2 separate regions of the Mus musculus genome follow, and region 1 is linked to region 2. The links are chromatin contacts, called in public Hi-C maps. All regions are on one chromosome and are shown on one strand. The core of a region is the stretch at or near the end of the contact, and the rest is flanking DNA. Distances in the headings are between cores, read along the strand shown.

What was found. Hi-C and Micro-C count contacts between places; a contact is called where the count stands out from the background.
Region 1: a contact with region 2 is called in a Hi-C map of the N1E-115 cell line, with 7 times the contacts expected there. The contact joins two enhancer-like sites. A contact is called at or near these places in 1 of 15 datasets of contacts at CTCF or cohesin (the NIH/3T3 cell line), 36 of 484 Hi-C or Micro-C datasets (the BV-2 cell line, CD8 T cells, the F1.1 cell line and 26 more) and 3 of 115 datasets of contacts at active chromatin or transcription factors (the 230-238 cell line, PVALB interneurons and pro-B cells).

What each region holds. Positions count from the first base shown.
Region 1 is chr7:92,047,233-92,054,695 of GRCm38.p6, forward strand. The region is part of intron 11 of Dlg2 (discs large MAGUK scaffold protein 2); the gene reads left to right. Among named protein-coding and RNA genes, the nearest start is that of 4930567K12Rik, 69 kb to the right of the region's middle. Within about 2 kb of position 1,874, at least 13 of the 459 cell types and tissues checked have an H3K27ac peak or open chromatin away from gene starts, as enhancers often do. A contact at or near this core is called in the N1E-115 cell line, where this site is marked.
Region 2 is chr7:91,454,399-91,461,412 of GRCm38.p6, forward strand. All of the region lies in intron 2 of Dlg2 (discs large MAGUK scaffold protein 2), which reads left to right. Among named protein-coding and RNA genes, the nearest start is that of Gm24552, 210 kb to the left of the region's middle. Within about 2 kb of position 3,048, at least 4 of the 459 cell types and tissues checked have an H3K27ac peak or open chromatin away from gene starts, as enhancers often do. A contact at or near this core is called in the N1E-115 cell line, where this site is marked.

The sequences.
Region 1 (7,463 bases), core at 624-3,123, 590 kb after region 2:
TTGCCTGCTTTCTGTTGGGCTTTTTTTTTCCCCCCCTATTTCCTTAACCAAAGAAACATTCTTTCCTGGGCCCTGTAATCTTTCCTTCCGTGTACAGAGCTGACAATACAAAAGGTGTCAGGAAACTTTATGGAGCGCCCAGAATTTATCAATGCTAAAAAGTGCTGTGACTGCAGAGAGGAGGTATTTAAGAACTTCCCAAGCTCAGATGCTAAAGCTCTCAGAGGGCCTGGATTTCTATTGCCATCTGCTGTTGAAATAGCAACTGTGAACAAATAAACAAATCTTTTTGTAAGTTTTATTACAACTTGGCTAATGTGGAGGCCATTTAAACAAGGTGTAGAAATCAATATGATTTTGGAGGTTTTTGAGGTCAAAAACTAAATTTCATAAGAGGGTAATACCAATAGAATTAATTCCTAATTTGATTTGTTCCCCTGAAAAGGTACTAAATTAGAAAGAAAGAAAAAAAAACTTTTACCCTATCGGCTTGTGTTTTATCCAGTGGTACCAAGAATAAAGCAGAGGCCTTAGGTCAGAAATGTGGTTATTAGGAGCTGCTGGGCTGTGGGCTCAGTGGCCTCCCACTCTGACAGAGTCTCTGAGTTCATCAGTGGCTGTCTGTCAAGAAGGCATGTCACAGAATCCACAGGAGAATTTGGCTGAAAACATTATTTTCTTAGAAGTAGTTCTTATTTTCTGTGCATAATCTGAACTAATGTGATTACTTATTACCAGTAGGCATATCTTCTTGGGAGTAATTTTTATTTTTAATAAATTGGTTTAATAAAGACCTCAAAGTAAATTATAAATTAATTTTCTCCTCATTATTATGCAATTAGGAAAACCCAAAACAGTGAGCTTTAGAACATTCAACTGGAAAATTACCACTCTTAATCAATACCCAGTAAACAAGTAATAATAGAGTCACATATGACACTGATTGAAACAGCACTGGAGAGCTGATTATATACCAAGGAGTCGAAGAGGAATACAAAAAGTCTCAGCTTCAAGTTTACTAGCCAGATACAGATACCCTTATTCTATGGCAGGATTTAATTACTCAAACTGTGACAGTTATCAGTCTCAAGCCTCCTAATGTTTTCACAGCACCAACCTGTTCTTTAGATTCATACCCCATTCCTCTATAAATGCTGTCATTTTTAATAGCATCTTTGCAGAATTAAGGAGGCTCTTATAGACTTTTGTCTGTTTATGATGCTGCAAGTGAATAAATTCAGTTGGAAATAGAATGCTTAGGAAGAAAGAAAGAAAGAAAGAAAGAAAGAAAGAAAGAAAGAAAGAAAGAAAGAAAGAAAGAAAGAAAGAAAGGAAAGAAAGAAAGAAAGAAAGAAAGAAAGAGAATGAAAGAAAGAACAAGAAAGAAAGAAAGAGAGAGAGAGAGAGAAAGAAAGAAAGAAAGAAAGAAAGGAAGGAAGGAAGGAAGGAAGGAAGGAAGGAAGGAAGGAAGGAAGGAAGGAAGAAAATCAGTTCTGTATTCATTCTACTACAGAAAAGGAAATATTGATCAATCACACAAACCAATGTAAACCTATTACTGTGCTAAGCTCTATAAAAGGGGAAGGAAGGACTGTGATGCCCTGAGAATCTATACCAATAGCAGAGAATCTGACCTCATAAGGAGTTCAAGGCTTTCATGAGAACAAGAAGATAGGCAACAACTAGACAAAGAGAAAGCACTGTTATTAGTTGCTGGACACTGGATTGCACATTGCTTAGCTGAAAACAATCTAGAGTGATGTTGATTAGTAGAAGTTGCAATTTAGAAATGTAACATAAGGAAGCTGACTCATGCTGGATCTGCTGTCTTCTCCAGAAATGCAGTCTGATTCAGACTCCTGGTTGCTCATCAGGATAGTGTGCTGCAAAGACATAATTTTCTCACTCCTGTCTCTGATTAGTTCTGCTGTTCTGCTCATTGCTTGGCCTGATGCCTTTCCTGTTTATCTACCTGTGTGCTGGAGCTGACATCCTTCCTGCCACCGCTGCTTCCTACCCATCTCTGTCATCTTTCTCTATCCTCAGTCTCCTGGTCTCTCAATGAACTTTCTTCATTTATTTTACTTACTATTTTTATTCACTTTTCCAAACGAAAGAGAATTTATGTGGCTACCATTTGTCAGCCTGAACTCAATTGTTCATCCTGAGACATCCATCTTTATATATCCAAACTAAATCTGGTGTTTTTCTCTGCATATATTGTTCATCCCTCAGAGACTCTCAAATTCCATTAGGACTTTTGTTTACTTCCTTCTCCTGGCCAATTATAAGATAGCACATCCATATCCTCTGACACAGGCCAGATGCTGCTCAGCTATCAAAGAGAAAGCCAGCGGTCTTTCTCTTCACTTAATCTCTCTGATGATCTTCAGGACTGGCAGATGATTCCTCCACCAAAGTGTATTCTCGCACTGATAGTCATCAATATTTACTATGTCTCATGTCTGATTAAATCTCTTGCTTATACTATAGTCTTACTACTCAAAGAAAATTATGCAGGAGATAACCATCCAGTAAGTCATTGATTGATTATCACTTAATTCATCAATTCAACAAAACATGTGTGGAATGTCTATCATGTTTCTGACATTCAGCTAAAGACTTTGAGAAGATCACTATGGAAATAACATCCAATTCCTACTCCTGAGTAGTTTGCAATCTAATGAGGGTAACAATGTAACCATGGATTATACCCAATGACATGTATCTCTGTAATTTCAAGAATAAAGGCAGAGAAGCTGATTTGAAGAAAACTTGTAGCATGGTCCAGGCACAGTTCTGATGACCATGTGACAGGAGGCATAACCATGTAAAAATACCTTTTTCAAACCTTCTTCAAACGTGGACGTTCTGTCCTCATAGTGGGCGCTGTCAAGAGCTGAACCATTTTATTTCTAGGCATAAACTTGAAAAATTCTCACGGAGCTATAGGGGGAAAAAAAAACCACACTTTGCAAAGCCTACTAAATTTTGCAAAGTATAATCCCTTGTTGAAGGAAGGTTATGAACATTGGTAGGAAATTGCATTTTGATATCATTGTTCCTTATTAATAAAATGTGCAAGCATTCATCTTGTGCTCATTATGCTTCTTGTTGCTGTGAACAATGCTTGAAAAGAAGTAACTTAAAGAAAGGAGACATTTCTCGACTTACAATCTGATGGGATCATTCCATCATGGAAAGGGCGATGTAGAACCAAAATCCAGAGGCCTTCTTGTCACAGCACATCAATAGTAAGGATGCAGAGACAGGTTAGTGAGTGAGATCAACTGATTAGTTTTTCTTACACATCCTGAGACACAAGCCCATGAAATGGTGCTGCCTGTAGTCGGTGTAGGTCTTCTCACCTAGGTTAACCTAACTGAGATAAGTCTTCACAGATGTGTCCAGTATCTGGTCTCCTAGGTATCACTCAATGTTAATCATCACATCTCCCATTCTAGTACCTTCCCTGCATATTTAGGGCCCATGATCCTCAAGTCTGTATCCATAGTAAACAAGACAAGTGTAAGTTTAAGAACAAAGCAACATGATTTATCTGTTCTTTTGGTTCCAACAATGACAAGCCATATAACCTGGAACTTCTATTGAGCCTGTTTCTTTTATCTGTAAATTAGCCATTAATGTCTCCTTCATATACTTAAAGTGTTTTAAATGTATTTTTAAATGTATAAAAATATTTTCAAAATTTAATGTTAAGTGTGTGTGTGTGTGTGTGTGTGAACATGTGCCTGACTGTACACATGCCCTGAAGGCCAGAAGAGGCCACCCAATCCCCTAGAACTAGAGTTAAGGTAGCTGTGAGCCGCCCAATATATGTGTTGGGAGTTAAACTCCAGATGTCTGGAAGAACAAGTTCTCTTAACAACTAAACCATAACTACATCCCCTTATGCTAGCTCTTAATAAGCCAAGAAGTAGTTCCCTGGCTTGTGTTTCTCCTGATATCTCATCTATCCCTTTTCTTTGTAATGAACTAGAAGCCCCTCCCTCACTACCCTCCATATAAGAAATCTGTTAAACAAACAAATCCAGAGAGATGGTCAGAAGAAGAGTGGAAACAAAGTAGAGCATGCATGTGTACACACACACACACACACAAGACTATATCCCATTTAAAGTGTTCAACTGCCCTTCTACACTCACAGAAACCAATTTCCTATTGGTAGAGTTTCAGAAATGGTAGTCAATATAAGTTTCAAATATCTGAGGATCTTCTCTTATTACACATAACAAAGTAAGTTTGCAGTCAAAGCATATGCAGACAAAGTCACATTCATGAGTGCATTCTCTCCACATGCTTGGAGATAACATTTAAAAATTTACGGGAAACTTTTGTAAACTTAGCACCAAGACTTCTTGTTGGCTCCATATATATAGCTGATCAAAACTATCATCCAATTTAAAGTTTAATGGTTTCTCCTTATTTTGTGCACCTATCTCCTCTAGATCAGTCATTCTCAACCCATGAGTCATAACCTTTTTAGGGTCAAACTACCCTTTTACCTATGACCATTGAGAAACACAAATATTTATATTACAATTAATAACAGTAGCAAAATTACAATTATGACATAGCAATGAATTTTATGGCTAGGGGTCACTGCTACTTGAGGAACTGTATTAAAAGGTTGCAGCTTTAGGAAGGCTGAGAACCACTGAGCTAGATGCATAGCCCGATGCATAGCCCGAGAAGACTGTGTTTAATAAAGTAACATCATTTGTTGAAATTTTCTTTTCCTAAAGTAACCTGGAGAAAATGACAAATCTTGTACCTTAGGTGACAAATTGTCTCCTAATGAATTCCATTCATTATTGCTGTAGATGTAAGCCATTTTATTTCCTTTCATTTGTTATGGTGCGGGGGACAGACCTCAGACCCTTGTTCATGATAGCCATGCTCTCTTCCAGTTGCCATTGAGCTGTTCCTACTGCCCAAAACAACACATTTTCTTTCTTTTTCTTTTTTTTTAAATTAGGCATTTTCTTTATTTAAATTTCAAATGTTATCCCCTTTCCTGGTTTCTCCTCCCAAAACCCCCCTATTACCTCCCCCCTCCCCCTGCTCACTAACCCACCCACTCCTGCTTCCTGGTCCTGGCATTCCCCTATACTGGAGCATAGAACCTTCACAGGAGTAACAGCCACTTCTCCCATTAATGACTGACTAGGCCATCCTCTGCTACATATGCAGCTAGAGCCATAAGTCCCACCATGTGTTTGTGTGTGTGTGTGTGTGTGTGTGTGTGTGTGTGTGTGTGTGTGTGTGTGTGTGTTTGCTTTGTGGTTTAGTCCCTGGGAGCTCTGGGAGTACCGGTTAGTCCATATTGTTGTTCCTCCTATGGGGTTGCAAACCTCTACAGCTCCTTGGATCCTTTCTCTAGCTCCTTCATTGGGGACCCTGTCCTCCATCCAATGGATAACTGTTAGTATCCACTTCTGTATTAGTCAGGCACTGGCAGAGCCTCTCAAGAGACAGCTATATCAGGCTCCTGTCAGCAAGCACTTATTGGCATCCACAATAGTGTCTGGGTTTGGTGGTTGTTTATGGGATGGATCCCCAGGTGGGTCAGTCTCTGGATGGTCATTCCTTCAGTCTCTGCTCCGAACTTTGTCTCTGGTAACTCCTTCCATGGATATTTTGTTCCCCCTTCTAAGAAGGATCAAAGTATGCACAATTTGGTCTTCCTTCTTCTTGAGTTTCATGTGTTTTACAAATTGTATGTTGTGTATTCTAAGCTTCTGGGCTAATATACACTTATCAGGACAACACATTTTCTATCTGTATATGTTTGTAAAGCCTTTTGTAAACAGTGGTATGGCTATGATTATTGTTGTCCATGCTAGGACAATCTTGGGCAAGAACGTAGATCTTTCTAAACCAACATCTTTTTCATCTTTAGATGACTATAATAATATCAAACTTACAAAGATATAAATTCTTAATAAATGGTAGTGCTTATAATTAAGACTAAATCTCATTTCTCTAACAAAACAAACAAACAAATTTATATTCTATTTGGGTATGGAAATAGGATTTAGGGCTCTCAGTGAAGAACAAGAGTAACCATTCTTCTGGTTGCTCCTTTTCCCTTCTTGCCTGATCTGCTCTCATGAGAGCCATCTGAGGTACACCAGTTCTTGAGTAAATGCACTGGATGCTCTAGAGATGCTTCAGTGGTTAGTCACTTTTTATACAAGTGTGAAGACTGGGATTTAGATATCCGGGATCCATGAAATCATGAGTGGGTGTGGTGGTCCATCTGTGATTCCAGTATGCAGACAGCAACAGAGACAGATCTTCCAGTCAGGCTTGCTTGTTAGACCAACACAATTGATAAGTTCACTTCAGTACATAAGGTAGAAAATGATCAAAGACAATGCCCAAGGTCAATCTCTGTACTCTGCCCACTAACAGACACACACACACACACACACACACACACACACACACACCCCTGCACCTACACATGTGAACATCTTTGTACATTCACAAAAATTAAAATAAAAAATAAAAAAGAATAAAATAAAGCAAGTGCCTATGGACTTAGTGAGATGGCTCAGCAGTTAAGAACATGCACTGCTCCTGGAGAGGACTGGAGTTTGATTCTTTGCCTAGAACATGAGTAGGTATGAGGAACGAGGAGTGATTTTCAGGGGAGAAATGATTTTAAAAGAAGTAAAGAATTCACCCTGCCCAATATGGTGCTGGCCTCATGGCATGCGCACCTGTTTAACACAGAGAATGCTTTCAAGTGGGGCTTTCCAGAGTTCTAAGTTGTCCTTATGTATATGAGAGTTCAGGTTGGAAAATGCATATTATTTTTGCTGTGCTTCTCCATTCTTGTTAGATCAAATTTGGCTGCCCTTTAGATGTCCTCTCCATTTTCAATCTCCAGTGCCATGGTCTTCCTTTATTTGAACTTGATTCTGCATTAAACTCACTTGCACAGATATGTAAATAATGCTTGCAAATTAATTTAAAAATTATTTGTTGAGCACATACCTTTGTCCAAGGTATTTGCCAAATGTTGAAGACCCAAGAATAAAGGAAAGAAACTCATATTTATTAAATGCATCTGTTTAGCAGACTTTAATTTTTCTAAGCAATGTTAGGTTTACACCAGAAAGTAGAGTATATGCTCTGCCCTGAAATTTGTACAGCCTGCCCAATTACCAACATATCCCACAAAAGAGACACAATTGTTAAAGGTTTGCATTGCCAATAGATATCTCAATCTCACTCAATGTCTGTACATCATATTAATGTTCTGTTTCAGTGTTTATGCATGTGGACACATGTATAACAGCATGTCTGCATGATCATGACATCACAGAATACAGACAGCCTTCTGAAACTACAGATTCCTCAGATGTAGATTCAACTAACTTCAGATTGGAAATAAGTTTTCTTTAATTATGTCACACTAAAGATCTGAAGAC
Region 2 (7,014 bases), core at 1,798-4,297:
TCAATGTCTCTAACACTGAGAGTCAATGTTTCTAGCAGAGTTATCATTTGGAAATGGTCTTCATTTGGCTATTCTATGTATTTTTTGCTGGCCAATGTAAAATACTATCCTAGGTAGAAGTCATTATCAGTAAGCATGTGACCCACTTTGTCTGTCCTCCATCTTTGTTTTCTGGATTTTGTTGTTTGTTGTTTGCATGGCTGTTTTACTTCCCTCTATCTCACCATTAACATCTGCAATGACACTAGACTAGCATCTTCACAGGTACCTTTGCTAGAATCTCATCAGCAGTCTATGGGATGTAAGGAAATGCATGCCTGCTTCAACACATCTCAATGGTGAAATGTGTTAACTTGGCATGAAATCTCCCAGAGCTCCTTTGGTTGTTGTTTGTTTGTTTTGTTTATGAAAAGGTTCAATAAGTAGTCAATGAAATTTTATTTATTTATTTATTTAGTTAGTTATCATGTATACATACCAGAAAGGGGGAAAACATATCACATTATAAATGATTATGAGGCCGGGCATGGTGGCACATGCCTTTAATCCTAACACTTGGAAGGCAGAGGCAGGCAAATTTCTGAGTTCAAGGCCAGCCTGGTCTACAGAGTGAGTTCTAGGACAGCCAGGGCTATACAGAGAAATTCTGTCTCGAAAAAACAAAACAAAACAAAACAAAAACAAAACAAAAAACAAACAACATCAACAACAAAGATTATGAGCCACCATGTAGTTGCTGGAAATTGAACTCAGGGCCTCTGGAAGAGCAGCCAGTGCTCCTAACCTCTGAGAAATCTCTCCAGATCTTTCTCAGAATTTTTAATATAATATGCATCATATCATCTAAGCTAGGGATATGGCTAGAGAAATCTGTTTCCTAACTACAATTACTCATGGAACTTTTACTTTTGGATTAAATTATGTCTTGGCCAGGCTGATAGACACTAGGAATAGCCATAATAGACACAGATAGACTGTTTAACACAATAAGCAAGTACAGTATAAAGCTTCATTCTGGTCCTGGAATCAAAAGTAGTCAGATTCAAATACCATGAATAAATATCATTCTTCAAATAAAGAAAAATGGAAGAATTCATCATTTCTATTGATATCTTATTATTTATTGAGTTGTATGAATGCATATTATAGAAATATTCTAAGCTAGAAATTTGGGGCAAATTACTTTGTGTAGCACTACCTGGGCCCTGCTATCTTGGGGTTTGTTACATTCATTCCAAATTTACTGTGGTGATATAAATCACCACTGGGATTTTGATCAAACAAATACACATTAGAGTCCAAATTTGTCATTTCCAGTTTGTCTAACTTTGGGAAAAATGACCAGCATTTCTGAGATGTCATTAACCTATGTATTAAGAAAATATTTTGTTGTGTTATTTGACTCACTCTTTTAATCGTCTTCAACTTCATCCCATATAGTGTTTTCTGTGTGATGCTTTGAGTTATAAAGTACTTGTCTTCAAGTTTCTTACATGCTTTAGTTAGACACACAGGTATGGAGATTAACGTATATAGTATGTCATGTTATATGCAGTAAAATAGAAAAGAAGAGGCAAATCTTTCTAAGACCTTGAATTATAACCTTTTAAAATATTTATTTATTTATTTATTTATTTATTTATTTATTTATTTTAGCTCACTGGGGCTGGATAGGAGGTGAATGTGATCAGAGATTGAACTGTAGATGAGATTTGTAGAAGCTAAGGAGAAAAGGTCAAAGTTGCCATTAACTCCAATAATCATGTCAATATTCAATGGTTCTGAGAACTGAAGGTGCTTACCTGAATAGGGAAGAGAGGGGAAATGATGATAGCAAATATAGAGAGTTGGGTGAGTGCACAGCATGTGACAGAGTGAGGCAGAGGGGTGGCAAAAGCAAAGAATGACCTTTGGTGGAGACTGAACTTCATTTTGTAAGTAACAAGGGATGACTGCAAAATTTATAATGGAGAATGACATAGTCCTGCTTGCAAATTACACAATTATTCATGTGGTGTTGTAGAAAAACTGGAAAAGAGTGAGATCACAATCAAGGACATCTCATAGAAGGCAAGGTGATGAGCTCAGAGATAAAGTGGAGGCACCGAGCATGGAGACCATGAATTTGACAGTTTGTCTAGAAAATATATGATGTCTCATATACAGGACTCTGAGACATACTAAATCATGAAGGTAGAAGAAAGAAAGGTGGAGATTAAATAATGCTTTCCTTTTGACTAATTAGGTAAAGACGTATATGAAATAAATTAAAATCGTCCCCCTATGAAAGTCATTAATAGAGAATTTGTCTGGCATATGTGAAGCCTCAGATATCAAAGAGGAAGAAGATGAAAAGTCTAATAGAGAATTAACAATACAGACATCTTTTCTGTAGTGCAAGCTGGGAATATGAGTAGAGTTGCTCAAAAGGAAGAGAAATGCAGAGGACTGAGATACAGGATCCACTCTCAGCATCCAGGACTTTGTGGAGAAAGAAGGACCTACTGAGATCAGGAAGCAGCAAGTCCCATCACAGTGATTGGCTGGTAGTAATATCTCCAGTTTTTTACTGAGGCTAAGTAATTCTCCTCAAAAGGAGCCAGGTCCTGTGTACAAGAATATATCCTTCCACCAAAGATTGTGTTGGTCAAGCAGTATCTGCTTCATAAGTAACATGGTACCTAATCAATACTTTGACCATAGAAACAAACAAACAACAAAACAAACAAGCAAACAAAAACAAAAAACAAACTGAAAACAACCAAAAGTTGCACGTGACCCCAGAAGTCATGAGGTCTTCAATTTCAGCTGCTAAAAATTAGTGTTCATTTGTATTTCTAGATTTGGCATTTGTAGTAATGCCAGTGATTTGAAAAATGAAGCTGATTCTTGCCATTTTGCAGCATTAGCAATTACAGAAAACAAAACCCATTCACTTCTGTCTCTTGCCACTAGATGGCGGAAGCAGCTGAGCTGATGATTGTGCAAGCCTCTGTTCTTATGGGAAGAAGCTGACATCTATGAGGCTAAATTGAAAAGCATGTAGTTAAGAAAGACACCAGAAGGGGTTGGCAGAATTTTGCATACTTGTGATAATGCATTTTTTTTCTGTGCCCAGGCCTGGTAAGAAGAGCTGGCTGAGAGGTACATGGCCTGGAAAATATCTGTACTGAACCAGAGCACCAAAGCTCCTGGTTGGAATTCTGAGCAAATGAAACTTATCTTTACTTACGGGTTTTTTTGTTTTGTTTTGTTTTGTTTTGTTTTGTTTTGTTTTGTTTTGTTTTGTTTGTTTTGTTTTGTTTTTTTTTGTTTTGTTTTTTTTTGTTTTTTTGTTTTTTTGTTTTTTGTTTTCAAATTGGAAAGTGTCACAGCAATTTATCCTAAATATCTTAATTCTTTAGGCCAGATGTTGAAAGTAGGGGGAAAAAAATTAAGGCAAATAAGACCTACAGTTGCTTTTCACAATTCAAGAATTCTCTCTAGGGTTTAGAGAGATGGCTCATGCTTACAGCACTTGCCTGTAAACAGGAGAGCATGAATTCCATCAGCCATCAGCGTGAACCTTCCTAATTGACAGGGTCTAAAACAGTGTGAGACCCTGTCTAAGTAGAGCTTCATGGCAGTCCTGAAGTTGCCTGGCTTCCACATACATGTCAATAGAATGAAGCCCACAATGGGTTTTTTATGGCTTTTGAAAAATGGGTTAGAAGATAGTACTCAAACTTCCTATTTCTTTCATCTACATAAAAGTAATAACAATGGTTTTATAGATACACTAAATTGCTTTACTTATATGTATGTATATATCAAAGGCACACCAATTTTTAAAACAAAAATTTCTTATAATAATCTCTAATGAGTATTAATAGTGATCATTTATGCAAATATTCCTAAAGAGTTAACTCCGTTATTATTATAACTTCTCTAAAAACTAAACTCTCACTACTGCCAAGGCTTCTGTTATAATTAGAAAAAAAAATTACTAAAGCCCACAGAAGCTCTTTTGTCAATGTGAGATATCTCTTGTTGTTGCTAGTGGTGCTGGTGGCATTAATGCCTTTAAATTACCCACAATTCCTAATACATCTTCCTTTTAAACAATAAACTAGTTGTATGCTTTGAGTAAGAGTGCTGTCCACTATTTCTCCTTTCCAAAGGTCTATATAAATTATTTGAAACTAACACATTAAACAATTAATATACATCAAGATTAATTTGAGTTGAGGAAACTTTTTTTTTTCAGTTTTCTGCTAGCTAGTCCAAATAATGTACCACAGGTATAATTTAGAGAAGTAAAGGAGTTTAACATTTTCTGGGTTTCAAGAATGCCTCTGTTACTGACTAGTATGACCTATTATAAAACATACTAACATATTCCCTAAAGTATACAATAGGGCAAGACTCAATCTGTAATAAAGATTACTACATATCCAATACGAGAATTATTTCGAATAGTCCTTCACACCTAACAGGTGCCCAGTAATTTATAATTATTTTTCCATTAAATAAACACAAAAGACACATGTAAGAACAATCTAAATTTAACATTATAAATTCTGGACTAAAAATAGATGCTAGATCTTATCATTTCCCTATCTTTCTGGTCCTTGAGATAATGACATTATAGTATATTCTCATACTATAGAGATAAGCAAGTATGTACTAGCCAAGTAGTCATCTTTTCTTTGCAACTTTATGTCACTTTGGCTAGGTCAAAAAAAAAAAAGTACAGCCAGTGAATTGAGCAGTGAATTGAGGGCATACAACTGTTTTCTTTTCTTTTCTTTTTTTTTTTTTTTGAGTATTCCAAATAAGAATTTACTAAAACATAAAGAAACATACCCTTTGGAAGCTCTCAGAGATGTGAAGACACATATGCATATGTGTCATTTATGACCCTCCTTATGATTTAGGAAAATGAATACAAAGGTTAGGAAGCAATTCTGTGTTCAAAGTTATTACCTAAGACACGTTGGTCATAAATATAGCTAGTGTGGTGACTGAGTTTCAGATTGTTATATTATCAGCAAATGAGTGCCATACGATCTGAAGACAGAAGGAACAATGGAAATAATTAAAGTCAGGCTTTCCATAGGGCATCTGACCTATAAATACTTGCAAAATAAATCTAATGAGAAAATAAAGATTAGAGTAGAAAATGGAATATACCATAAAAGATGCTCATGTCAGTGTGTAGATATATAACAGACCATATTGCCAGATGCATTTCTTGCTGGGAGGAGAGTAAGGATGTCTGAAGCCTACTGAGTTGTCCCAACTTCCCCATGCTCTAAGTGATCAGGGCAGAGAACAGAAAGAAATTATTGTGCCCAAAAAATGAAGCTAAAGGATTCCCCAAATATACATTGGTTAAGACCAGCAGAACCTGAACATGATTCCATTATAAGGGGTTTCTTTTTCTGGTGTCTGCAGTGGCTGCATTATAGATGATTGCATTATGTAAAGCCATGGTTCTCAGACTCCATAGGAATTTGAATCTTCCAAATGGCCCAGCCTATTTCTTCTAACACGCAGCCATATATTTCTAGACCTTTGTCTGTGACTTGCACATTGACTTTGGAGAACTCTGGATCCTAAATTCCATTTGCTGAGTGATTGCCGTACATGGGCTTAGCGCTCTGTGTACACGATGAGAAATAAAATAAGTAAGAGCTCAAGGCCTGTTCTGTGAAGAACAACAGGCACAACAATGGGGTGTGTAAAAATCATATGAGCAAATAGTATTTCAGAGACAGGTTGCTTTCCTTGGTAGGAGTACTTGAAGAAAATCCACACAATATATATCCAAGAGAGAATTGGGGGAAATGGAGGTGAATATAATCAGGGCACATTATGTGAAATTCTCAAAGAATTAATAAAAAATATTTTTAAATAGAAAATTATTTGTGTGTGTGTGTGATATAAAAAATGCATGATAGTGAAAGTGGAAGTCACATGTTCCCTGTTTCAAAGGAGCTACATGTATGTTGTATGCTGATTCAACACAAGTACTGCTCCAGTGTCTGTTCCCTAGGCTAGCTGACTTGCCAAAAGTTTTCTGAAGGAATAGGATTTGTTGCTTGTGAGCTGAGTAAACATTGAGTATATTAGGGTTTCTTGCCAGTTTTGGATCAAAGGTAAGCACATGTCAAATATGTTCAAGAAGGGCTTATTAAAGTCATGTTAACATATAGGCCAGCAAGATGGACCAGTACATAGAAGTGCCTGTTACCAAAACTAAATGAGTCTCATCCCCAGGACCAACATGGTGGAAAGAAAGAACTGACTCCTGCAAGGAGTCTTCTGCCCTTCATGCATGTGTCATGTCCTATTCCTGTCTAAATAAGTACCTAAATAGGCACTTATAATGAATTCCATTTGTATACATAACACTTAGGAAAATAGCCTTCCAGGGTGGCCATCAATGGCTAATCAGCAGTTGGATACATATGGAAGACTAGGACACTTATGAGATTCAGCTTGAAATAATAACTGAACATCAGGGCCAGTACTGTAGAGATTTTCTATTTTCAACCCTTCTTAATGTATGTGAATGAATTTATTCAGTATAATAAATAGCTATATTGGTGGTCTAAGTTTCTGGTGAACCATAAGATCCCTATTTGACCATCTTTTAATTACAAATAAGTAACACAAAAATTTAAAATAGCCTTTTAAAAATGAGGATTAATTTCTTGCTGAAGAGCATTGATAGCTAACGTGCTGCTGTCCCCTCAACACCTAGTAGCATTGCCCTGTGCCTGCTCCTTGAGAATATCTTCAAAGACCCCATCTGAATGCCTGAAGTACTGTATTTACTGGGATTTTCTGTACATAGTACTTACGATGAAGTTTAACTTACAAATCAGGCAAATTAGGAGGCAAAAAAAAAAAAAACTAATAAAATAGAGCACGTATCACATATTTGTTATAAAATACATTACCAAGTCCACAGCAGCTTTTTGTAATAAAATTGTCAGCATCATTACTTTTGTGGCTTGGGGCCATTAT